Regions from separate parts of the Sus scrofa genome. Here region 2 is linked to region 1. The links are chromatin contacts, called in public HiChIP or PLAC-seq maps. All regions are on one chromosome and are shown on one strand. The core of a region is the stretch at or near the end of the contact, and the rest is flanking DNA. Distances in the headings are between cores, read along the strand shown. Region 1 has its middle 18 kb from the start of DCBLD2. Region 2 overlaps ST3GAL6 (type 2 lactosamine alpha-2,3-sialyltransferase).

Region 1 (7,866 bases), core at 2,799-5,298:
GAACGTATGACCTAGAGTTAAATGAAAATCTGTGTTCAGATCCCAACTCTGCCCTTTGCTAACTAACCTTTCTGTACAGTGACTTCCTCACCTTAAAATAAGGCATATAATGCTTTTTCTATAAAGTTGTTGTCAAGAGATTATGTAATTTAATGTACACAAGTGCATATTGGTAGGCCTGCTCCACCTTAAATGTTTAATCAATTTGAACTTTAGGAGTTGTGATATTTTAATGCAGAATGTAGGCACTAAGAAAATAATTTTTAAGAAGGAATTTAAGGCAAAAAGATGGGAAGGGTAAATGTGACCTGAAAACTGGATGGGCCTCCATGCTTGGGGATCTATGGAGTGTGTGGAGAGGTGGAAGAAAAGCAGATGTGAAAGGAAGGAGAAAGAATGAAGCTGGCATACCTGAAGGAGTTGATTTCCTACATCAGGTTAAGTCCAACAAGCATCCTGGCATGTACATGATGCCCTTGCTTCTCTGGAGACCAAAGGGAGAGTGGTGGCAATTTTGGGCCCCAGAGTAAGAAGAAGAAAAGCAGATTCTTAGAAGGGCTGCACTTGGGTCAGTGTTGAGTTTATAACCTTGAGGTTCCTAGACTCCTAGAGGAGGTGTAAGTGTGCTTCAGGAGGCCCTGAGACCCCTGAAATGGCATGAAAATTTAGATATAATTTGTGTTTTCTGGCAACAGGCTCCACTGTGTACTTCAGATTCAGCAAAAGCAGTCCTGGTAGTCAACTCCCCCGTTCTATGGCTTCCCCCACCGTGTAGCAGCAATATGGTTTGGGGAATTAATATCTGCTCTAGGGAGGTGTGCTTGATCCAAGGATAACCCCACAACTCTGTGCAATAATTGGTTTAAAATTAGAGAGAATAGAAAAAATAAACCTGATGTACCCATCACTGAGCATTTTTCCTGACTCTTGAGAGAGAAAAGCTGCTCTTCCTCTAAATGCACGTATCTGAGGAAGCATGTGGCCCATACTGGAAACAAGTCTGCAACTGTGAAAGGATGAGTCTGGCACTGTGGAGGGAAGAGTGGAGAGATGGAAAGAACTGGAGTCCTCATGACATTGCTGAGCCCCTGGTTCCACCACGTCCTGAAGCCTGGCTTCCATCTGGACTTCCCTTCCTGTGACTAACACATATTATTTACACAAATTTGGATAGGGTTACTTTTAAACAATCATATCTGAATGGATATGGTGACCCCTAAAGTTGAGAGTCAGTGGTTTATACCACATTAAAAGGATAAAGATCATAGGGAATGATTAAGCAAACTGTTTCATGTTTAAAGGCATTTCAGTAGAACTGGATAACATGATGTCTTTGTGTATGTCACCTCATCTACAGTGGTTAAATAATTTGTGCTTTTCACTTTAATACTAGGAGGACACGAACCATTTTATGGTGGTAAGGGGATCAAGGAGCACTATCACATTAAAAGAGGTGGTGGTAGGAAACATGGAGTGTGTGTGGGGGGTCTTTAATTATGCAGTGTATATATTTGTGGTTTCACAATGCTTTAGAAAAAGTCATATATACAAGAAATGTAATCAGGAAGGTCTATCTTGCAAAAGCCTCAAGGCATCACTGGGCAGGGAGCTTTTAGGTCTTGATTTACAGTTCCCCTTACTAGCCTTTTGTTCCAGAAGTAAATCTTCTGACATGGTGCTGCCACAGCATTGGCAATGAGATGGTCTGTAGCCACCAACCCAGCTTGTACTCTGCCCCTGCCTTTACAATCTATAGAGAAACAGCTAAATCCTAACTTTAGTGGCAGACTATCAACACTGTATCTTTCTGATAGTCATCCCTTATCCACACTGAGGCATCCTGGATAGGTGTACATCTTGCTTTCTCTCTAGCGCACTCTGAACCACATTCCACTCAGAGCCTATGGAAACTCTCAACTGTTCTCTGTACCACCTTAGGTCATGGAAGTCTTGGGAAGATGAGGAGGGTAATTTATGGCCCCCTCATTGCTGGATCTGCTGAGCTGCTATCACTATATAATTTTAGGAAGTTGCTTCTTCCAATATTCAACACAGAAAGCTACGCAATGTCTATTCTACTCTAGAACTCAAAACTTAAAGGAAAATCTGAGGGGAGTTCTGTGGATCTCCTTGCTGCTCTCCTATTTGTATTTTTATCAGTTACTTGATTTAATGAATAGAAATTATGGTATTCTAGTCTCCAGATGAGACAATGCTGGGGGAAACAGCTAAACATAGAATAATAGCTGCAAACCCTTGCCTAATGCTTACTCTATCCATTCTTCTATGTACTTAATACATATTAGCTCATTTAATTCTTTTTTCATAGATGGGGAACTTCAAGTCTCCTGCCCAAGGCCACTTAGCGAGGAAAGGATAGATTTAAGGTTTGAATTCAGGTAGATTGGGTCTAAAGTACATGCTCCTAGCCATTATGTTTTGATGCCCTGAGCATGGTGTAAGAGTTAAGCCAGTGGAATAGATTTTCAGATTTGCTAAAACAAAGGGTAGAATAGAATAGAATAGAATAGGTAAGGAGGAGTTCCCATTGTGGCACAGTGGTTAACAAATCCGACTAGGAACCATGAGGTTTCGGGTTCGATCCCTGCCCTTGCTCAGTGGGTTAAGGATCTGGCATTGCCGTGAGCTGTGGTGTAGGTCGCAGATGCGGCTCGGATCCCCCGTTGCTGTGGCCCTCGTGTAGGCTGGTGGCTACAGCTCTGACTCGACCCCTAGCCTGGGAACCTCCATATGCCGAGGGAGCAGCCCAAGAAATAGCAAAAAGACAAAAAAAAAAAAAAAAAAAAAAAAAAAAGGAATAGGTAAGGGAGGGACTGATTTTTAATAATTGTTTATATGAAAAAGTACAAGTGTTTTTAGTTGGTAATAATCTGGCTATGAATGTGAATAAAACTGCTTCTAAAAAGCTTAATACAACCCCAGGATTTTGGCAAAGAAAAATATGATTCAGCAGAGAGGAGGTAAATGGTCCACTGTATTCTAACTACTCTGACTGATAGATTATGCTTATATATTTCATCTATCTGGTGTCAGAGTTCACAAGCAACACTACCAGGCTCAAGATGTCTACGATATTAGCCATAATGATGTCCAGTCCAGTGACCATTCCACATGAAATGAGACAGAAGCTTGCCAAAGAGGGCATATAATAATAGCAGGTTTCAGATATTCCAAGAATATTCACAAGGAAGAGGTATGGTCTATGGTATCATTCACATTCCAGTTCAAGAACAAAAGGAATCATCTACATGTTCAAAGTCTTCTACAATAGCAGCAAGCTCCAAGGTAAGGAAAGTTTCAAGAAGTGTGTGGATGGTCATTTGTTGAACACCTCATTTTTTGGAAAATAATATTAATTGGAATTCCATTCTAACAAAGATGTTTTAGGAATTTGACTTTTCTTTTTTTTTGTTTTTATTTTTTATTTTATTTTTATTTTTTTGTCTTTTTGCCTTTTCTTGAGCTGCTCCCGCGGCATATGGTGGTTCCTGGGCTAGGGGTCGAATCAGAGCTGTAGCCACCGGCCTATGCCAGAGCCACAGCTCATGGCAATGCCGGATCCTTAACCCACTGAGCAAGGGCAGGGATCGAACCCACAACCTCATGGTTCCCAGTCGGATTTGTTAACCACTGCACCGCGACAGGAACTCCAGGAATTTGGCTTCTCAAAGGTAGTTTTTAGCCAAAAACTAGTTTCCTATGCACTTGTTAACTGAAAAACATCAAATTGGTATAGCTTTTCAAAACTTCTATTAGCATAATGATAAGCCACATTACCATTAAATTTGAAAGAATAATACTTAAATGAAACTCCTAAACTCATTATCATTGCAAAAATATTGAGAGCCCAGTTTCAGATGGATGTTTTCCTGCCACTTTAGTGTTTTTAAGTGCTTTGTCTTTGGGAAAATGTTGCAATAAATAAAAGTGGGAGAGTTAAGTGGCTGAACACCCTGTCAAGATGCCCTATAGAGCGAGGGCACATGTGATGAGTGAGGAAGGGAGAAAAGGTTAATGTAATTAGAGAAATGAATTCTGGGTAACTCCAAAGAACATGTCTTGTGAGTCATCTAAGCTCACATTTCTTTGAACTTTGTCTATCCTAAGGGAGATGAAGCAATTACATAGACATAATGTGTTACCCTTTCAATACAATGCAACCCAGATTCCTCCATCCATTCATCATCATCAGTGGTATTTGTGTTCAGTGCTGTCACGCGAGCTAGTTGTCAACAATTATTAAAAAGAAAGCCAAAAGGTTATGCATTTAGGAGACAAAGCAAAACCATTTTCACAATGTGTCCTATGAAGACATCAATCCATTAAGGGGAAAAATTACTAAGGAGCTCCTCAAAGATACTTTTGCATCAAGAACTATCTCAGGAGACCCAAGAAGCAAATGAAGTGATTATCTGTCACTCACAATTTCTCTTCTCTGAAATGGAATCCACAATGGCTATGACATACCTGCACAGCAGCCTCTGCTCTCCATTCTCATTTAGTGACTGTGGAAAGCCCTTTTCTCTGGGCATTTCTTCATTACCTGCTTTTTTCCTTCAAAAACATACAAAAATACTCTAGATTTCATTAACAGAGACATATTATGTAGAAAGTATCCTGTTTGGCAGTGTTAATACTATTCCTCCCCACTTAGAAAAAAGAAAGAATATTTTATTTTATTTTTTATCATTTATTTATACATATATATTTTCTACTGTACAGCACGGTGACCCAGTTACACTTACATGTATACATTCTTTTTTCTCACATTACCTGTTGCATCATAATTGACTAGACAGAGTTCCCAGTGCTACACAGCAGGATTCCATTGCTCATCCATCCCGAAGGCTACATTCTGCATCTATTTACTTCAAGCTCCCAGTGCTCCCACTCGCTCCCCTTCCCCCTTGGCAACCCCAAGTCTATTCTCTAAGTCCATGATTTTCTTTTCTTTGGAAAGGTTCGAAAGGGAATATTTTAAATGTATTTTTTCCTCCTCTTATTGCCTCTCCTCTCCTCTTCCTCCCTTCCTCTTCTTTCTTTTATTCTGTCTTCACCCCCTCCTATCCTTCTGCTCCCTTCCTCTTACTCCTCCTCCTCATCTCCCTCCTCCCTTTCCTTTCCCCTCCACCTCTGAAACTCATGTTTCCCTTCAAAATGAGTTTTCTTCTATCCCAATTAATTTTCCCAAAGTACTAATAAATAGCATTCATATAGTGCTTGCTATTTGCCAGGAAGAATACTAAACACATTTCCTGTGTTGGCTCATTGAGTCTCAACAACTTGAGCAGGTATGAAATATTGTTACATCTTTTATAGAAAGAAAAATAAGGGGTGGAGAGGTTATGCAATTTACCAACAGTCATACGGCAATGAAGTCTGAATATAGGTATTTTTGTTCCAAAGCCCATGCCTAAACCAGTGACAAATACCACTTCCCTAACTCTAGGGTTTTTCAGAGCATGACTTCCTTAGAGACTGATTAGAAGGCAACTAAAATATATTGGGCCCCTAATTTGTGCCAGGTACTAAATATATGTTAGATCTCTGCAACAACACTAAAAATTAGGGATTGTGATGCCTGCTTTACAGACATGGTTAAAAAATTGCAGATGTGCCTAAAGTCACACTGTAGGAGTTCCCGCCGTGGTTCAGTGGTTAACGAATCCGACTAGGAACCATGAGGTTGTGGGTTCAATCCCTGGCCTTGCTCAGTGGATTAAGGTTCCAGCGTTGCCGTGAGCTGTGGTGTAGGTCGCAGAAGCGGCTCAGATCCCACGTTGCTGTGGCTCTGGCATAGGCCACCGGCTACAGCTCCAATTCCACCCCTAGCCTGGGGACCTCCATATGCCACAAGCGGCCCAAGAAATGGCAAAAAGACAAAAAAAAAAAAAAAAAAAAAGAAGAAGAAGTCACACTGTAAGCCACAGAAAAAGATTTCTATCTAGCTAATTCTATACATTACCCTATTTAGGACTTACTAAATTGTTACCTGTAACCGAAAATGCAGCAAGTAGCCTTTACCTGAGACCTCATCTTTTTTTTTGTTTTGTTTTCTTTTTATGGCCACATCTGCAGCATATGGAAGTTCCCAGGTTGGGGGTCAAATTGGAGCTGCAGCTGCAGCCTATACCACAGCCAGAGCAACACCAAATCTGAATTGCAGCTTGTGGCAATTCCAGATCCTGAACCCACTGAGCAAGGCCAGGGACTGAATCCGCATCTTCATGGATACTATGTCAGGCTCTTAACCCCTGAGCCACAGTGAGAACTCCTGAGACCTCATCTTTGGCATCATCTTCTTATTCTGGCATCCTGACCTCCTGGATGTTCTAGAAAACTTAAGTTAACCAGACAAGACTTCATCTTTCTCTTTTAATCAGCTCTCAAGAATTTATTCTCTTATCTGGGAGACTTAGGGGACTTACAACCTCAGCTTTTTCTGAGTCATACTGCAAACTCTGATGTGCAGCACATATTTTTTTCTTCTTTGTTATCCTAAATCCTGAAATAGGATATTGAGAAGCAATGATTAAGAAAAACTGTATGCAGCACGTTATAAGAATTATTAGGTTGAACCACATGAAACACTGTTTCATATTTTTTATATAAAAAAACTAATGTTTTTATAGGTTAAATAAGTCAAATAGTAACGTTTAATATGAGTCAACATCTTGTAAGTTTTTATAATACCCATTTTTACTTCAATAATTTGTATGAAAATAATTACAGAAAATAGACCATTTTTTTAAGAAAAGCATAAACCATTTTGAAAAAATAATTGTCAGTATGTTTTATGTAATTTTATTTCTTGTCAAAATCACTATAAATGGACCAAGCAGCCCTGGAAGCCTAGAATTTTCCATGCTGCTAAATCTCAAAGAAGCTTAAAAAATATATTGAGTTCCATGAAAATTAAAATATAGCATATGTAACTTTGTGGGGTCCAGTTACCTTAGAAAAGAAGAAAAGTCTCAAATCAATAATCTTACTTCCCATTTTAGGAAACTAGAAAAAGAGTTGTAACATAACCCCTAAGCAAATATAGGAAGGAAATAATAAAGACATAAATAAATGAACTTGAGTACAGAAAAACAATAGAGAAAATCAATGAAACAAAGAATTGGTCCTCTGAAAAGATTAACAAAATTAATGAACCTCTAATAAGATTAACATAAAAAAGAAGATACAAGTTCCCTATTATCAGGAATGAATCAGGAGATAACACTATAGACCCTGCAGATATGAAGGATAACAAGGGAATACTGTAGACAATTCTACACGAAAAAATTTGACAGCTTAGTTAAATGGACCAATTCTTCAAAAAACACAAACTACCACAACTCACCCAATGTGAAACAGATTATTTGAATAGCTCTTAAAGATACTGAATTCATAATTTAGACTAGCTCCCCATCCCCAGGTCCAGATGGATTCACTGATGAATTCTTCCAAACATTTAAAGAACTATTGTCAATTCTACAAAATCTTTTCCTGAAAATAGACGAAGAGGAAAAATTTTCCCATTCATTTTATGTGGTCAGCACTAATCTGATGGCAAAACCTGGTCAAGACATTACAAGATTAAAAATGATGATCAAAAGAAAAAAATTACTGACAATATCACACATGAACATATGCACAAAAATACTCAATAAAATATTAGGAAATTTAATCCAGCAATATGTAAAAGGGAGTAACATACTCTTCATGGGGAATTAATTATATGAATTTTAATTAAGTGGGATAAACTATAACTATGAAATATTGGTTCAATTTTTGAAAATTAATATAATCTATTATATTAACAGGCTTAAGAAGAAAAATCACATGTCTATATCAATT
Region 2 (7,866 bases), core at 3,545-6,044, 130 kb before region 1:
CAGAGAATGTTTTGCCTATGTTCTCTTGCAGGAGTTTGATGTTGTTTTGTCTTACGCTTAAGTCTTTAAGCCATTTTGAGTTTATTTTTGTGCATGGTTGTGAGGGTGTGTTCCAGTTTTGTTGATTTACATGTGGCTATCCAGTTTTCCCAAAACTATTTACTGAAAAGACTATCTTTTTCCCATTTTATATTCTTGCCTCCTTCGTCGAAGATTAATTGACCATAGGTGTCTGGGTTTATTTCTGGGTTCTCTATTCTGTTCCTTTGGACTGTCTGTCTGTTTTGGTACCAGTACCACACTGTCTTGATGACTGTGGCTTTGTAATATTGCCTAAAGTCTGGGGTAGTTATGCCTCCTGCTTGGTTTTTGTTCCTCAGGATTGCTTTGGCAATTCTGGGTCTTTGTGGTTCCATATAAATGTTTGGATTGTTTGTTCTAGTTCTGTGAAAAATGTCATGGGTGATTTGATAGGGATTGCATTGAATCTGTAGATTGCTTTGGGAATATGGCCATTTTTACCATATTAATTTTTCCAATCCAGGAGCATTGAATATCTTTCCAACTTTTTATAATTTAAAACTATGCCATCAACCTAGTCAATTTCAGTTTGTGATTGCATATCCACAGCAACCATACATTTTCTAATCTAAAGTGTATATAGCTTTCATCTGTAGAATATTCCTTTGTGTGGACCTTTGGCATATATGCTTTATGTCAGTTCTCTCTAATTTGTACAACCACCCTGTAAATTATCCTTGCTGATCTCCATTTTTGAAATTGAGAAACCAAGGCTAGGCAAACATACACAGTTTGTTATGGCTGGTAAATGCCAGAGCCAGGATGTGATCCTGGCTGGGTCTATTCAGTGCCTGGATGTTTGCTTTAAGAGTGATAATGGTTATACCTTAAATATTTGCAGAAAGCATCTGCAAATATTTGAAAAAATCCTTGGCCCTGTAAATGTGAGTTACTTAGGATTCTAGATGGTATGTGATTAGAAGTTTCATTCTTGGCTGGTTTTTATCTTAGAACTGGCCTGTGCTTTATTTATTTGCTTTCAGAGCCCTTTCCTCCACATGTATTCATCATCTGTATGTGCCTCACCCAGACTGTCTCCCCTCTTCTTGCTGACTTAGTCTGGTGACTCCCCACCGTTTCTCACTTTGTCACCGAGAATGCCACACTCACACCATCAACCCAGGTCAGGTTCTTCGTATCAGTAGCGTTGGGAGGGAGATAGGTGTGGGTGCCGAGCAGGGATTGAAAATCATGCTGATTGCACAAGGGTTCTTTGGTCTGAAGTTGTCAAGAGATGCAAATAACATCACTGTACAGTCAGAAATTCCTCAGGTATAGAGTGAATGGAAGATACCTGTGTAGGATCCTCCCAGCGTGAGCACAGTGAGGCAGTAGACACTCAGCATTGCCAAATTGCTTGTTTGACGTGTTCAGACTTGGCTCCTAGAGACTTCAGAAAGAGTATTTTGTTTGTTTATTTATTTATTTATCTTTTTGTCTTTTAGGGCCACACTCGTGGCATATAGAGGTTCCCAGGCCTACGCCAGAGCCACAGCAACACGGGATCCAAGCCGCATCTGTGACCTACACCACAGCTCATGGCAACGCCAGATCCTTAACCCACTGGGTGAGGACAGGGATCGAACCCGCATCCTCATGGATGCTAGTCAGGTTCGTTAACCACTGAGCCATGACAGGAACTCCAGGAGTATTTTGAAAGTAGGTAAGTGTATATTTATGACAATGCTATTTTCATTTATATATTAACTTTTAGGAGGAATTCACATAATAAATTTTATCTACACTCTACATTCTACATTTGCCTGAAACCCATGATACAACCCAAAGATAATACCAGGCCAGCTCATGCCTGAGCGATACATTTTAAGTAAATCCCAGAAAGGCAGAATACACTCAACTGCCTGTTGCTGTCTCACGGCAACTCAGTCTGTTCCCCAAGTAATTTTTTTTGTGTGTCTTTTTTTTTTAATGGCTGCATCTGCAGCATATGTAAGTTCCCAGGCTGGGGGTTGAATAGCCTACACCATGCCACAGGAACACCAGATCTGAGCTATGTCTGCAACCTACACTAAGCTCACTGCAACGCTGGATCCCCAACCCACTGATTGAGGCCAGGGATCAAACCCACATCCTCATGGATACTAGTTGGATTCATTTCTGCTGTGCCACAATGTGCACTCCCATTTTTGGTTGTTTCAAATCAGAATCCTTTACTTGAATCATGCCCTCAGTGGGGATAGATACCATTGTGAATGCAAAAATCTCCAAGTATCCATTGCATTTACAAGATATGACTTTTCCTCTTTCTCACAATTGTCATGTAAATGAAGCCTATGGGTAAGCATTCTCAGGGACCAAGCCTTCTCTTTTGTGACTCTGCTATTCCTCCCTGTGGCCTTCTTTATAATTCTGCCTGTGAGTCAGCATATCCCAAGTATGGGAAAGAGAAAAATCTCAATGAAATGTTAACCATTTTTTGGTTGTTAAGGCAAAATTCACATAACATAAAGTGAACCACTTTAACAAGAATAATTCAGTGGCATTTAGTACATTCACAATTGTGCAACCACCACTTCTAGATAGTCCCAAAAAGACAAACCACTTTAAAATAATTATTAAAGTAACCTTTTTGTGTTTGTTCTTTTCATGTTCCTCCTTTTACGGAAATACTCAAACTAGCTTTCAGAGGAGTTCCCATTGTGGCTCAGCGGTAATGAACCCGGCTAGTATTCATGAGGATGCAGGTTTGATCTCTGACCCCTCTCAGTTGGTTAAGGATCCATCCTTGCCGTGAGCTGTGGTGTAGGTTGAAGATGTGGCTCAGATCCCGAGTTGCTGTAGCTGTGATGTAGGCCAGCATCTGCAGCTCTGATTCGACTCCTACCCTGGAAACTTCCATATGCTGTGAGTGCAGCCCTTAAAAACAAAAAACAAACAAACATACTAGCTCCCAGAACTTTGGCAGCAGAGGAATGATTATAATGATAGAAAAGGATAGCTTAATAAAAAAAACAGGTTGGTTTTATTTTTTTGTGGGGAGAGGAGGGGAGTGGGCATGGGCCATCTAAATAGAGTGGTCAGCACTTGTGAAAAATCACTAGAGCCAGCAGGTCAGTTGTAACTGCTGTGTGACCTTGGGTGAGTTTCCGAGTGTCTGAACCTTGGTTTCTTATGAAAGAGGAGGTGGACTGGCACATTATACCATGGCCAATTTTAATAGTTAATCATTAAGTAGGTGTAACCTTTATTCAATAGTTAAGTCAATGAAACCATTGGAAGAAAGTGGATGAAGTACTTCTCAGTATTATTTTTGCAACTTCCTCAGGATTCAGAGTTATTTCAAAGTAGAAGCTTAAGTTGAAAACATATGACCCTATGAAACTTGTGCATGTGGGTTCATAGCAGCATTGCTCATAATAGCCCCAGAGTGGAAACAACCCAAATGTCTAACACCTGCTGAATGGATAAATTCAATGTCTCTTTATACAATGGAATATTATTAAGCCATGAAAAAGAATGCAGTATTGATTCATGCTGTAGCACGAATGAACCTTCAAAACACTGTACCACATGGAAGAAGCCAGTCACAAAAGACCCTATTGTATGACTCCATTTATGTGAACTGTCCAGAATAGACAAATCTATAGAGCTTGAAAGATTAGTTGGTGCCAAAGATGGGGATGGGAGTGGAAATTGAGTGGCTGCTACTGGCCATGGGGTATCCTGGTGATGAAAATGTTGTGAATTAGTGGGGACTATGTTGCACAGCTTTGTAAATATGCTAAAATCCTCTTTTATTATTTAAAAGGGTGAGTTTTTTGGCATGTGAATTGTATTTTAGTACAACAAATAAAAATCTTTTAAAATGGAGCAGGGAGGATCGAAGTGCCCTCTAGCCGCTTTGTTTGGAAGGCACCATGATGCCATGCCTAGAACAAAGGGTATGGAGGGACACAACTCCAGCTCTCTTGGACATCTTTTCAAATATGTTGCTGCTGTTGATTTCTCAGGACCCAGGTTCCTTGCTATTCTCCAAAAGCACAGCTCACACAAGGTGGTCATGCTTCTTATAAACTTCACTAGTCATTGAAGATATTTTAAGGGAATTACATCTCAGGAAAGCAGTACTTCAAATGTTCCTCTGTTATGAGGTCCTGACCCTTCCTGGCTGTCTGTGGAACTCTTTAGCACCAGTTTGCACCCTGGTTCTGAGGACTGTTGCTTTCTCCTCCGTGGGAGCACATCCTTCCATAGCCAGAGCAGCAGAAACCCTGAGTCACAAAATCTCAGTTCCCACTTTAAAAGTACAGGAACCAGTTCTTCACCCCCAGCCACCTCCGTTGCATTCTACGAGCACACCAGATTCTGTGAAGGGTGCTTGAGTACTGAATAGGTAGTTATAGAGTAACTAAACATAAATATCTTACTTAATGGAAGCACCTGTTAAGTCATTTGCTTGCTAAATGGATGGGGATTTAGGAAAGTGGCCTGGTTGCTCACCCAGGCAGAATCCATTATGTCAGCATCAGCAGAACTGGGCTAGACTGGCAACCAGCCAGAGCAGGAACATGGCCTTAGATAATGTAAGACGTCAGCAATGTATTTATTAAAAAGGGCCCAAGCTCTGTAAGTAACAGCAATGTCTGCTTCAATGGACATCCTCTTGTTTTGCATGTCTTTAGGTGACAACATTTTCAGCCAAGAGGAGGAATGAGGGTGATGGGAGGTTGTGATTCTATATCAACCAAGTGAGTCATATGTGGTGAAGAGAAACACATGTGTGTTCTGTAGCAACTGCTGTAGTCAGAAGTTGGATAGAGAAATAGAAACTGGAACACAGGCTGGAGAAAATGGCCCCATGCAAACACAGAACAACAACATGTGAGAGCTCAGTGATTCCCTTACTTTGTGAAGGGCGTATTGAGATCCCGGAGGTTAGGTCATGAGGCCAAGGTCCCAGAGGTGCTGAATGGGGAAGCCAGAAGTACCAGTGAGCTCTCCACCCCCAGGCTGCTGCACAGGGTTTTGGGATCTTTGAGTTGCAAGTAATACTCTTCCTAAGAGTGGTTTGAACAGAGCAAACATTTATTATCTTCCATAACACAGAGATATGTGGTTTGGGTCTGCAGGTCTGTAGTTATAACTTATAGGGCAGGCCGCCCAGAGCTGCACAGCCTCAATTACACCAACCCAGGGAGTGCCCGTTCACACGTGTAGTTATCTGAGGGGCACCCCTCTAGGTGGACTGTGTACAACCTGCTCATCTGGATGGAGTGGCTCTGGTGATAGTATTGAATTAGTGGCTCAGTGATGTCAGAGCAGCTTCTTGGTGGCTCTCTCTGTCTTTCCCTTTTAGGTGCAAGATGACTTTAGCTGCCCTCACCTTGTTATCATGTGTCAGTATCTAAGCAGAAAGGAAGGGTGGATAAAAGGAAAGTATTCTGCTCAAACCATCCTCTTGCTGAGAGTAAAATCTTGCCCAGAGCATCTAATGGACCTCCCTAAAATTTATTTCCCAGGGATGGGTCACGTGGCCACATCTAACCAACCATTGGCAGAGGAATCCACTCACCACAGCTAGGTTTGTGAATGCAGGGCTCTGACAGCAAGGCAGGAGGGCTGGTGGGTAATGGAAATATGACCAGTGGGATCTGCCAGAGGTTGTTACATTGAAGATGGAGTGAAACACTTTAATGTATATGATGCTGCTGAAGGGAAACCTGAAAGTCAGAAAGCCTTCAGAAAAGCAGACAGACCACAGACAATTTGAAATGGGCAGTTCAGGTTTACTTTCTCTCCATAGTTGGTGTGGATGTTTCACCCCACTTAAGTTAGTAACTTGTCTAGATTTTCCTGACTTGATGAGAGCTATGCCTTTCACCTGGGGAAGTGTAAGTTCTTACCATTCCTATTTCAGCAGCTTCCCAGATTTTCCATTAACAGGTTCAAGTACTCTGGAATGATTTTGTTTTCTGGGTGAATGATTTGAGGCACATGTATTTCTCTGTTTCCAGGGTGGAGGAAGGAAGAACAGGTACCTGCTTCCCCAGACACAAGGTCACACTTAATGTGACAACAAACCAATTTCTAAATTGCACAGCCTGTGAATTAGAAGTTTTAGATTAGCAGATACAAAAATATAAAGGATAATATATTTCCCTTTTAGGGTTCACCATTCACTGCAACTATTTGTGCATGAATGTTGTGTAGATTAAATATGGTTTAGTTATACAGTCACCCAAAGGACACTGGAAGTTACTGATTCACACCTAAGGGAACAGGAGAACCAGGAGCACAGGCCAGGTGGGTGAGGCCAAGGACGGGATGAACCTCTCCTTTGGTAACACGGGGGTACTTGCTGGGGAGGGAGGGAAGCGAGAGAGTATAGGGTGTGTGGTTCAGACTGCTTATCTGTTCTATTACACATTTCCTAGAGTCACAGGGGCACCAGCTGTGGGGAAGACATTATTGCCAAAGAATAGGCTTAGGCACACTCATAAGAGAGTTTCAAGTGTTAGGTATGATTTTCAGAAAAATGTCTGGGTCTTTGTAATATCCCTTGCCAGGAGGAAAGTATTTCATTGACAAGATTTCCTTTTAAAGGCATCAGTGAACTTTTCCAATGGTGAGAGGCTTTCCCTACTTCCACCTGCCCCCTACAATGCTGATGGGAAGAAAATAGAAAGGGAAATTCCTCAAATGTGGAATTGAACTGAAAAGCATCTTTTTGTTTTTCCTTCTTAGGGCTGCACCTGTGGGATATGGAAATTCCCAGGCTAGGGGTCGAATCGAAGCCTATGCTAAAGCCAGGCCAGATTCCAAGCTATGTCTGTGAATAGCTCATGACGACACCAGATCCCCAACCCACTATCAAGGCCAGGGATCAAACCCACATCCTCATGGATGCTAGATGGATTCATTTCCACTGGGCCGCAATGGGAACTCCGGAAAGCATCTTTGGAACTGGAACTGTCTTAGGTGAGGCAGTGTCCATATGGTTGCTTTCTTTTTTCCCCACTAGATGGAGGTTGGAGCGACTGGGGAGAAGGAATGACCCTCTCTCTGGAACTAAGCCTTGGGGCTCCCATAAAAGAGATCTGCTTGCTCCCTCAACACTCCTTTTCTTTTGGTTGGAAGGCTTGGTAGGGTTTGTGAGAGAGATGCAGACCTTGAGTCTGAGAGGAGACCAGAGATGAGACGTGTGAGTTGGAGAGATGGTAGCTTCTCTTACTGTGATGCTTTTTGGCCACACATGATCTGGGGTTTGATGACAAACTGTAGTGCAGCCTGATGCAGGTGACACTGAGGGAAACTTCTGGTTTAGTGATTATCAAACTGGCTGTGTGTGGCACTGAGCCGAGTTCCCACTTTCTGAGGTCAGCTTCAGAGATTATGCCTGTGGGGCAGGAGTCCTTTGTTGAGGCTCCAGGACAAGACCCTTAGGGACATGGTGGTGGCTTGTGCTCCTGGCTCTGCCATGGACATTTGGTGGTGTTGGAGTCAGACAGCCTGGTTCAGGCTGGGGACCCCAGGGCAGGATGGTTGCTGGGAGGGGTGTATCCTCCAGCCTTCTTTCCAGGGTGGAGGGTTAGTCTAGATGCCAAATTATAGATATTCCTCCTTTACCTCCACACAGGTTACTTCAAAGGAACAGAGCAGTTATTTCCATCCTGCCCATTCCTAACCACTCCCTCCCCAGTGCCCAGCCTCATTTAGCATTCCTGTGGGGAGATGGAGCCAGCCTCTGATTTGCATTAAACTGGCTTGGGGTTATGGAAAGAAAAGCAGCAAGCTGGGGCAGGGGAATTGCTCCTTGCTGTAGAG

The links. HiChIP or PLAC-seq counts read pairs in DNA pulled down with a chosen protein or histone mark.
Region 2: an H3K27ac HiChIP or PLAC-seq map of alveolar macrophages shows a contact between it and region 1. The contact joins two enhancer-like sites. A contact is called at or near these places in 1 of 47 Hi-C or Micro-C datasets (liver) and 1 of 2 datasets of contacts at active chromatin or transcription factors (alveolar macrophages).

The regions. Positions count from the first base shown.
Region 1 is chr13:160,041,348-160,049,213 of Sscrofa11.1, reverse strand. No RefSeq gene overlaps it. Among named protein-coding and RNA genes, the nearest start is that of DCBLD2, 18 kb to the left of the region's middle. Within about 2 kb of position 4,048, at least 3 of the 83 cell types and tissues checked have an H3K27ac peak or open chromatin away from gene starts, as enhancers often do. A contact at or near this core is called in alveolar macrophages, where this site is marked.
Region 2 is chr13:160,171,584-160,179,449 of Sscrofa11.1, reverse strand. All of the region lies in intron 6 of ST3GAL6 (type 2 lactosamine alpha-2,3-sialyltransferase), which reads left to right. Among named protein-coding and RNA genes, the nearest start is that of ST3GAL6, 50 kb to the left of the region's middle. Within about 2 kb of position 4,794, at least 6 of the 83 cell types and tissues checked have an H3K27ac peak or open chromatin away from gene starts, as enhancers often do. A contact at or near this core is called in alveolar macrophages, where this site is marked.